2 separate regions of the Mus musculus genome follow, and region 1 is linked to region 2. The links are chromatin contacts, called in public Hi-C maps. All regions are on one chromosome and are shown on one strand. The core of a region is the stretch at or near the end of the contact, and the rest is flanking DNA. Distances in the headings are between cores, read along the strand shown. Region 1 holds the start of Snca (synuclein, alpha). Region 2 overlaps Snca (synuclein, alpha).

Evidence for each region. Hi-C and Micro-C count contacts between places; a contact is called where the count stands out from the background.
Region 1: a contact with region 2 is called in a Hi-C map of olfactory sensory neurons, with 2.5 times the contacts expected there. The contact joins the promoter of Snca here to the enhancer-like site in region 2. A contact is called at or near these places in 2 of 484 Hi-C or Micro-C datasets (the HPC-7 cell line and olfactory sensory neurons) and 1 of 9 other capture datasets (adipose tissue).

The regions. Positions count from the first base shown.
Region 1 is chr6:60,826,846-60,831,244 of GRCm38.p6, reverse strand. Snca (synuclein, alpha) reads left to right here and starts at 2,241. Exons shown (of 6, transcript NM_001042451.2): 1 at 2,241-2,521; 2 at 3,618-3,764. The coding sequence starts at 3,644.
Region 2 is chr6:60,760,332-60,764,331 of GRCm38.p6, reverse strand. The region is part of intron 4 of Snca (synuclein, alpha); the gene reads left to right. Among named protein-coding and RNA genes, the nearest start is that of Snca, 67 kb to the left of the region's middle. Within about 2 kb of position 2,516, at least 4 of the 459 cell types and tissues checked have an H3K27ac peak or open chromatin away from gene starts, as enhancers often do. A contact at or near this core is called in olfactory sensory neurons, where this site is marked.

The DNA of each region.
Region 1 (4,399 bases), core at 992-3,491, 67 kb before region 2:
ACCGCTTAGTTTTGCATGCAATGAGTGTTCTAGATATTGAAATAGTCTCTCTTTAAAATGGTATGCTATCACTTGGACTTTTTCAAAATCTGCAGACACAAAATCAGAGCAGTTCACTCTATAAACTATAATTCAATGTAGAATATCATTTGATGCCATCCTGGGTATTTCAGTCATTCTCACATTTATTAATGTGTGCTAGAATGTTCCCAGATGGAAAAACATGAAAAGCTTAAATCTCTAGAAGGAGAGAAGTCGATAGTGACAGAGTAGCCATGCTGAAGGCACAGAATGATGCTTGTGGAAGCTGGTGATATTTATGTAGGAATCTTAGTCTCACAACTGTAAATATGTTTAAATGTTTTACATTCTAAAATTTTAGAGGAGAGGTGTCATCTCAATTCACTTTCTCTTCTATAATAGAAAAAAAAAAAACCTGGCTAAATAGAACATAACTTGGTAAAGTTCTGAGAGGCAGAAAACCAACGCCCAGACGCAACCAAAACAGGCCTGGCAAAACATTATCCCGAGGAAACGTTTGTGTCCTCTCATCTGGCTTTAGACTATTGACAAATAGACCCCAAGAAATTGGAAGTCCTCCAGGAATTTGCTGAGGGAAGGAAAAGGCTGAAGCCTTGTGTCAATTACAGGGTGAGCATGTCTCCCAGGAAGAAATATCAGATATCAGATACTTAGTCAGACCTCCTTGCAGAAGAGACTGGAGCGGAGACAGAGACAGTAGCTGGAAGCACACTTTGACCTACTGCTTAGTCATACATACATCCTGACCTCTATCTAAACAAGATGAACTTGGGGCACTAAACCTCTGTTCCTCTTCTTAACGTGGCCACATTGAATTACTCCCATTTCTAGTATTTCACTATTTATATGTCACTTTACCTGGCTGGTTGAGGACAGGTGTCCTAACTTGGCAGGATGGGGATGCTAGAGCCCAGGATCTAACCCTATCTACTGCAGAGGTGCCACCTTTTCCTTTAATTTCAAGTAAACATGGTATGTGCCACTAGTGTGTAGGAAGGTTGATTTTTAAAGGGAATAAGAATTGAAGGCGTTGCTTAAACAGTTAATTTCTGTCACATTACTTGTACTCTGCATTTGTGGTTTTATCTGCCTCCTTCCTTTATAGCATGCCAAACAAGCTGCTTGTCCCTTGTTTCAAATGCTTTTTTAGACTTCAATTTATTTATTTATTTATTTATTTATTTATTTATTTTTCAGGATTCAGAAGTCAACTGACTTCAAGGATCAGAGAAAGCATTCCCTCCTACGACCCCCCCCCCCTTTTAATACAGTAAACGCTTGATTTAGCTTCCAGTGCCCAACACAAGTTCAGAATACAAGAAAGGAAAAGCAAGGCACTCTGCTGGGGGAGGAGCTTGGCACTCAAATCCACTCTGCTATAAAACAGTGGTATTCTGCTCATCTCAGAGAGAAGTGGGAACGTGTTAAGTAACACAGAAATTGTCTCAAAGCCTGTGCATCTATCTGCGCGTGTGCTTGGATTGGAAGAAGAGTCTGTTCGCTGGAGCTCCACGCAGCCAGAAGTCGGAAAGGTAAGAGGTGTGCAAAATCTGCCATTAAGTAGGGACTAAGGAAGAAACTGCCTGTGATGGTCCCAGAGGGTGAATCCCACAGCCGCTACCTTCCTATCCTGTAACTCTATAGTAAGCCACTTTCTCAAGTGCAAAAAAGCCTTGAGGCAGCTGGTTTTCGACGGTTGGGGGATATTTATTCCTTGCTCCACAGATGGGGAAAAAAAAATCAGCGTCTGGCAGCCGCTGATTGGTGGAAAAGAAAATGGTGATAGTGGAGTGGGAATGAGGATTTGCTGAGCCTCCCCCTGCTTCTTCGACCTGTAACTCTTCCTTAGTCGGCTCCCCTTTGCACCCAGAACCCTTTTAGACTCCTCCGGGGTAAAAACAAATGGAAATCTTAAGCTGTGTGAACAAAAGCAACCCCAAGGGTGTGTGCTCCCTCTCCATTGCCTGGCTCCGCACACAGACCATTTCAGGCGGTCCAGCTCTCTGGTGTGGCATCTGGGCTCGTCCTGGAGGAGGGGGTCGCCTAGAGGAACTGGGAACAGACTGAGGCAGGGAAGGAGGGGGGTGGGGCAGGAGAGGCGCCAGCTCAAGTTCAGCCACGATAAAACTGAGGGCCCTCTGAACTCGAGGGGAGGCTCAGGCCGTCCTCTCTTCCTTCCATCCGGGGGAATGTGCTCCAGATACCCACAGCCCTCACGCACCGCACCTCCAACCAACCCGTCCCCTCCCTAGGAAGAGGAGCGAAGGCACGAGGCAGGCGAGGGGCGGGGAGAGGCGCTGACAAATCAGCTGCGGGGGCGACGTGAAGGAGCCAGGGAGCCAGAGCGCCCGGCAGCAGGCAGCAGACGGCAGGAGACCAGCAGGTGTTCCCCCTGCCCCTGCCTGCCCTTGCCTCTTTCATTGAAATTAGATTGGGGAAAACAGGAAGAATCGGAGTTCTTCAGAAGCCTAGGGAGCCGGTAAGTACCTGTAGATGGGGCAGCTCTGGGGATCTTAGCTAGCCGGAGCAAAGAGCCGGGACGCCTAGAGAAGACCAACTACAGCTGCTTTGGCGGTGGGGACTGGGCCAGTGCGTGGAAAGTACATCACTCGGCTTTCCTTTCGCTGGAGACATGCCCTTCCATCCTGTCAAAGCCCGAGGGAAAGGCCAGGTTGCCTGTGGCATCTGCTTTTTCAAGCGGAAACGCTAGGGTGTTTCATGTTGAGTGCTGGATGGTGGAAGCTTAGTGCTGGGCATTGGGTGGAATTTGAGCATCCAACTTTCATGCTCCAACCCCAGGCATTTCAGCTTCTTTCTGTAGAGGAAGAAGGGTGCCTTTGGCCCATGATTAATAGAAGTGCAGAGGACAGTAGGCAACAGGTGATAAAGGGTTAATGAGCATGGGGTGCAGGGTCTTCTAGAGGATTCCAGCTGAGGACAGAGCTTCTTGGTTGGGTGGTGCTCAAGTGAGACTGCTCAAGTGTATGGACAGCGCCTGCTCTGGGCAGATAGCAGGCAAAGAGCTAGTGGTGGGCAGAAGGTCTTGCAAGATTAGAAAGGCTGGGCTTCAAGCAGTTCCCTACTTCTAGATTAAACAGTTCCCCTCCCTTCCTTCTCCAAAGACTGACTCCTCTCTGGGTCTTTTATCCTCTTGCCCCCACTCCATCTCTGTACGCCCACCTCCCATGTTCCTTTTCTAGATAGTCTTTTTACTTTGAATGTAACCTTTGGGCCCTGGGAACTTGATGGGGTAGAGGATGCCCACCTCCCCTTCTGCAACTCTTCTTCTGAAATATGTATGTAAGAGCAGTCGAATGATCAAACTAGATCCATCCCATCCTTAAGTGACATGACTTTTTCCTAGTATTGAGTGACATAACTCAACAATCAATCAACACTGTGCCCAGCACCCCCACATCCCCCCACCCAAGAAATCACACTTACACCAGGACTTGGGGGAAGGCATACTGATTTTTCCCCCTCAATTTCCTTTCTTTCTCTAGCTGTTTTAAACCTTATTATTATTATTTTTTTACCCAAATTTTCTAATTCAAAATGTATTCTGTATTCTCTAGTGTGGAGCAAAAATACATCTTTAGCCATGGATGTGTTCATGAAAGGACTTTCAAAGGCCAAGGAGGGAGTTGTGGCTGCTGCTGAGAAAACCAAGCAGGGTGTGGCAGAGGCAGCTGGAAAGACAAAAGAGGGAGTCCTCTATGTAGGTAGGTAGTGACACTGTGACTAATGAATTGGGGTGGCTGGTGTGTGGTGTCTGATTCGTGTGCATCACAGCTTCTCAGAAGAGTGACAGCTGTGTGGAGGTGAGAGAATATGAACCTGCATATTAGCTCTCAGAAACAAACAGGGACAATGTTTTCTGTCCTTAGATTCATTAATCTTGTTATTTATGTAGGTTTTTTATTTGGTTTTCTGTTTCTGTGTATGAATACACTGAATTTTAAAAATTGGCAACCCATGAAAAATAACCAAGAATATGCTTATGAATCAAAGACATGTATGGCAGTAAGCCTGGTGGCATTTGGGAAGTGGAGGCCCAAGGACCAGGAGTTGATGGTCATCTTCAGCTACACAGAGAATTTGATGCCAGCCTGAACTATGTGAGAACACACACACACACACACACACACACACACACACACTCACACTCTCTCTCTCTCTCTCTCTCTCTCTCTCTCTCTCTCACACACACACACACTCACACACACACACAATACACACACACACACTCTCTCTTACACACACACATACACACATACACACATACACACACACACATACACACACACACACACTCACACACACACACAAAGAAATAAAGAAATAAAGGAAGGAAGGA
Region 2 (4,000 bases), core at 1,267-3,766:
TTATTTATCAATTTCAATCTGATTTTACATAGTGAGGTTTTCAAATTTCAATGTCTTTGGTCCCTGCAAGCTTTATTGAAAGATATATTCATCTATCCAGGGCTAATGGTATTTATAAGCATAACTGTACTCACATGGATTTCTTAAGAGGAACAATACATAAAATTTACATTACAACAAATTTTGTGAAGACTTTATATAAGTGTGCCTCAGCTTATAGAAAGTATAGATAGAAAGTTTAATGGCTATCAACATCATAGACTTTATGTTTGTAAAGTTAACAAGAAAGTCTACACTATAAAGCGATAATAGATAATTATACATAAAGTATGTAACTAATACCAACTTCCTTTAATAAATTGTAGGGAATTTGGCAGTAAAATTACAGCAATGTGCTAACCTAGTAACTCAATCACTGTGTATCACCTCTAAAATTCATTTTAAATTCAACAGTATAATTTCTCATAAGCAATGGCTTACTCACTCATTGAACAAATGTTGAGCATTTGTGGAGACATAGTACTTATTCTAGCCAGGTATGTTGTTATGTGGGCTCATTTTGTATATACAGAATATAAGAAATTATCTGAGAAAAGACAGAGTTAAAGAATTCAACAGTAATGCTTGAGAGTGGTTATTGTTTGGCAAGGCACCCAGCTGTCCTTTCTAGAGAGTAACAACTTCAGCATTGGGATGAGAAATTCTCACTTCTTTGTACCTCACTGACCAGGGGTGAGCAGAGCTGCTCAGAAGCTCTCTTGGTGCCTAATACCCTCCATTCTTGTTAGTGATCTGAAACTCTGGAATCTCCCACAGTTCCCCATTCATAGAGCCTGTTTATCTAAGTGAAAAAATAAGAATAAAAAAGGGTGCTGTAACAAATACACAAGAAATATGAACGGCGTTCTCACCGTGTTCTTGTAGAAATGTAATAGAAATTTAAGCTGATGTTAGGTGACAATTAAAATCTGGGAGGTGTTTTGTACACTATCACCTCTTTGGGATGAGATCTTATGAATGAGTGATGTCTAGTAGAAAAGACCTGTAATCATAGGTTTTGTTGACCCTTTTCCTAGATAATAGACGCTGTCTTAGAAGCGCCACTAACCTCTGATATTTTCCTCCAAGACCTCTGCAAACCTGTATTCTGCTTATTGTACATTGCCATGGCAATACTGTCTAGTCTGCCCATCCAGGTCCCTATTCATATGACTCACTTGGCTGCTCCACAGGAGAGGAGTTAGCTTCACCTAACCAGCACCACTGTAGCTTCCAGGAAGGGACATGGGAAAGAATAGCCTGCCAACTAGCCAGCAGGCCTGCTCGTCCCCTCTTTACTTCTAATAGCAACTGCAGGGCTATAGCCAGCACAGATCACTGTTAATATTAAAAGCTTGTGAATCATGGCAAATCATCGTCTTTTATGGTCAGAAAGAATGATGCCTCTTATAAGTCTTTTCTGCTTAATTATGGTAGAAGGTTTCTACATGTTCCTCTAATTATAGCAAATATAATCAGACTAAAGCTTGGTAGCTAATGCTATACTTATAGGAAGTGTACAGAACAGTGAATAATGTAGATGTTGATAATATACACATGCTAAAGTATCCTCTAAGAAAAGAAGGCAGTGTCGCAAATGAAAGTAATTTAAGTGAAAGTGTTCCTATGAAGAATCATTGTCGTCACAAGCCTGGCAACATATGAATGTATAATCCCTGTGGTTCCTTCTGTGATAATATGAACTCGATCTTCTTACTTCCATAAAGGAATGACAAGCCAAGCTATAGGAACAAGAAAGCAAGCAAGGCACACAAGTATTGCCTACTTTTTCTTTTCTTTTCTTTTTTTTTGTGATTACACTGTCAGAACTCAGCAAATGCCTATATCCCCTGGTAGCCTTTAACAGGAACATTTTCATTGTCTCTGTCATAAAACGACTGTATGTCACATGGATTGAGTGAAAGGAAGGCACTGAGTAAGAACTGTGGATTCTGAATATCAGGATATCCTGTTTTTACGCCAAGGCTCTTTGTTAACCATCTTGATCAATGATGCCAAACTAGTCTAGATTTAGGCTGTGAGATAAACATTTGTTCTTGTATACAGTTCCCCGATCATGGCCAAAGGACAGCATGAACAGAGGTGAAGGCTCTGGTTTCCCAGACAGTGGTCTCATTATCTCTTTTGCATGTTTTAAGGGTCATTCTTAACTACAGCCCAAGACTCTTGATAACAGGGCTCACGTAGAATAATTGCAGGACAGGTTTAGTATAGTATCATTTTTCATCCTCCAATGCTAATCAGATTGAAAATAAACCTGTCACTGAGCAGAAGAAACAAGGCCAAGGCCATTTGCTGCATGTGATCTTTTCACACTGGCTTGCTGAGTTTCAGATGATTTTTCTGTCACACTCCAAAGAACATGAGTCCCTGAAGACTTTTGTGAAGGCTTAGCTATTATCAAGCCATTGCCTCATGGATGACTTCATAAATGTTTGCTTTTGCATCAGGTAATGGCATACAACATAATTTGTTCCTGACTCCCCACTATACACACATATATCTCCTTTGACATTAGCTAATAAAATGACAGAGAGACGTTGATTTCTGACTGATAATATCACAAGAGCTCCCCACACACTGTCTCCTACAAATAGAGTGGAATTTACAGTTTTATAATGTCCTTAACATTTTTCTTTCAAATGATTATATTTAAACATCTAACATTTATGCATACATTTATAGCAAAGCATTTAATTTCAGCAACCTTCCTGCTCCTAATTAAGCAGTCATTTACTCTATAGAAATAAGGAGTATATCAATCTCAAAGGCCATCTTTCAACATGCTCACACTTGACACTCTTGTTTCATTTACCCATGTTTTCTGTCACAGGTTCTGATGGATTAATTTCTGATTTCTCTCAAAGCCTACCAAAAATTTTTTTATCATAAAATCATTTAGAGTGGTTATTTTTAGGAATAATTAATATTGTATGCTTGTGAAAAATATAGATATTTAAAATAAAATATTAGAGTTAATAAAATAAAATAAAATAATCATATAATGTGTTTGTTTGATAAAATTAAGCTTAAACAATATTTTATTTATTAAATTTACATATTTTCTTATATATATTTAATATATCTGTTCACAGTGTTCTTATAATAATCATCAAATACCCCTCTCAGTGGTCATATAAAGCAAATTTTATAAATTTCTCATTTCTGTTATTTATCCACCAATAATGTATATGTCATTGTCCTTCTATATAACACTCCTGCCTAGTGGTTATATAAAGTATGCTTTGTAACATTTTCTCTCTTTTAAAATTTACACATCAATAATTCATATACCGTTGTTCCTCCATATTTGTAAGTGAAGGCTCCAGACCCTCTTCAGATGCCAATGATTGAGGTAGCATCGTCATCACTCTATATCTATAGGACATAGTTTTAGAACCCCCTTCCAATGCCCATGAGTCAAATGTTATCATCCATTTGTACCTATAAGAAATGGCTCCAACACCCCCCTTGAGAGGCCAGATTGAAATTGCTTGAATTCATTAAACTGTATAATAAATACTTTCAACTTGTATCTTCCTACAAACTTACATTATAGTACCTAATACAAGGTAAATGTCATGTAAGTAGTTGTTATAATGTATTTTTATGGACTTTTGGTCTAGCATTGATATCAATCTATGGCTTCACAAATGAATAAGATTCTTTGCTTTGATTAATTACAGTTGCATCTTTTCCTTCTGTGGGTGTGTTTGCTGTTTTTGGAGGGTACTAGGTTGTAGAACAGTTTGGTAATATTTTTGTCTGTTAGACTGGTATCTCAAGCACCAGGTTCTATATCCAATCTGCCCTTGTGTACTCTCTATGGCAAGTCTTTATCCAACAGCAAACCACTCTGATATTAAAGAAAGTGGTGGCTAAATCCACATACTTGTTAGGTGCTTATTAGTTTGAGGAGTCAAGTGACTTCAGAAGTACT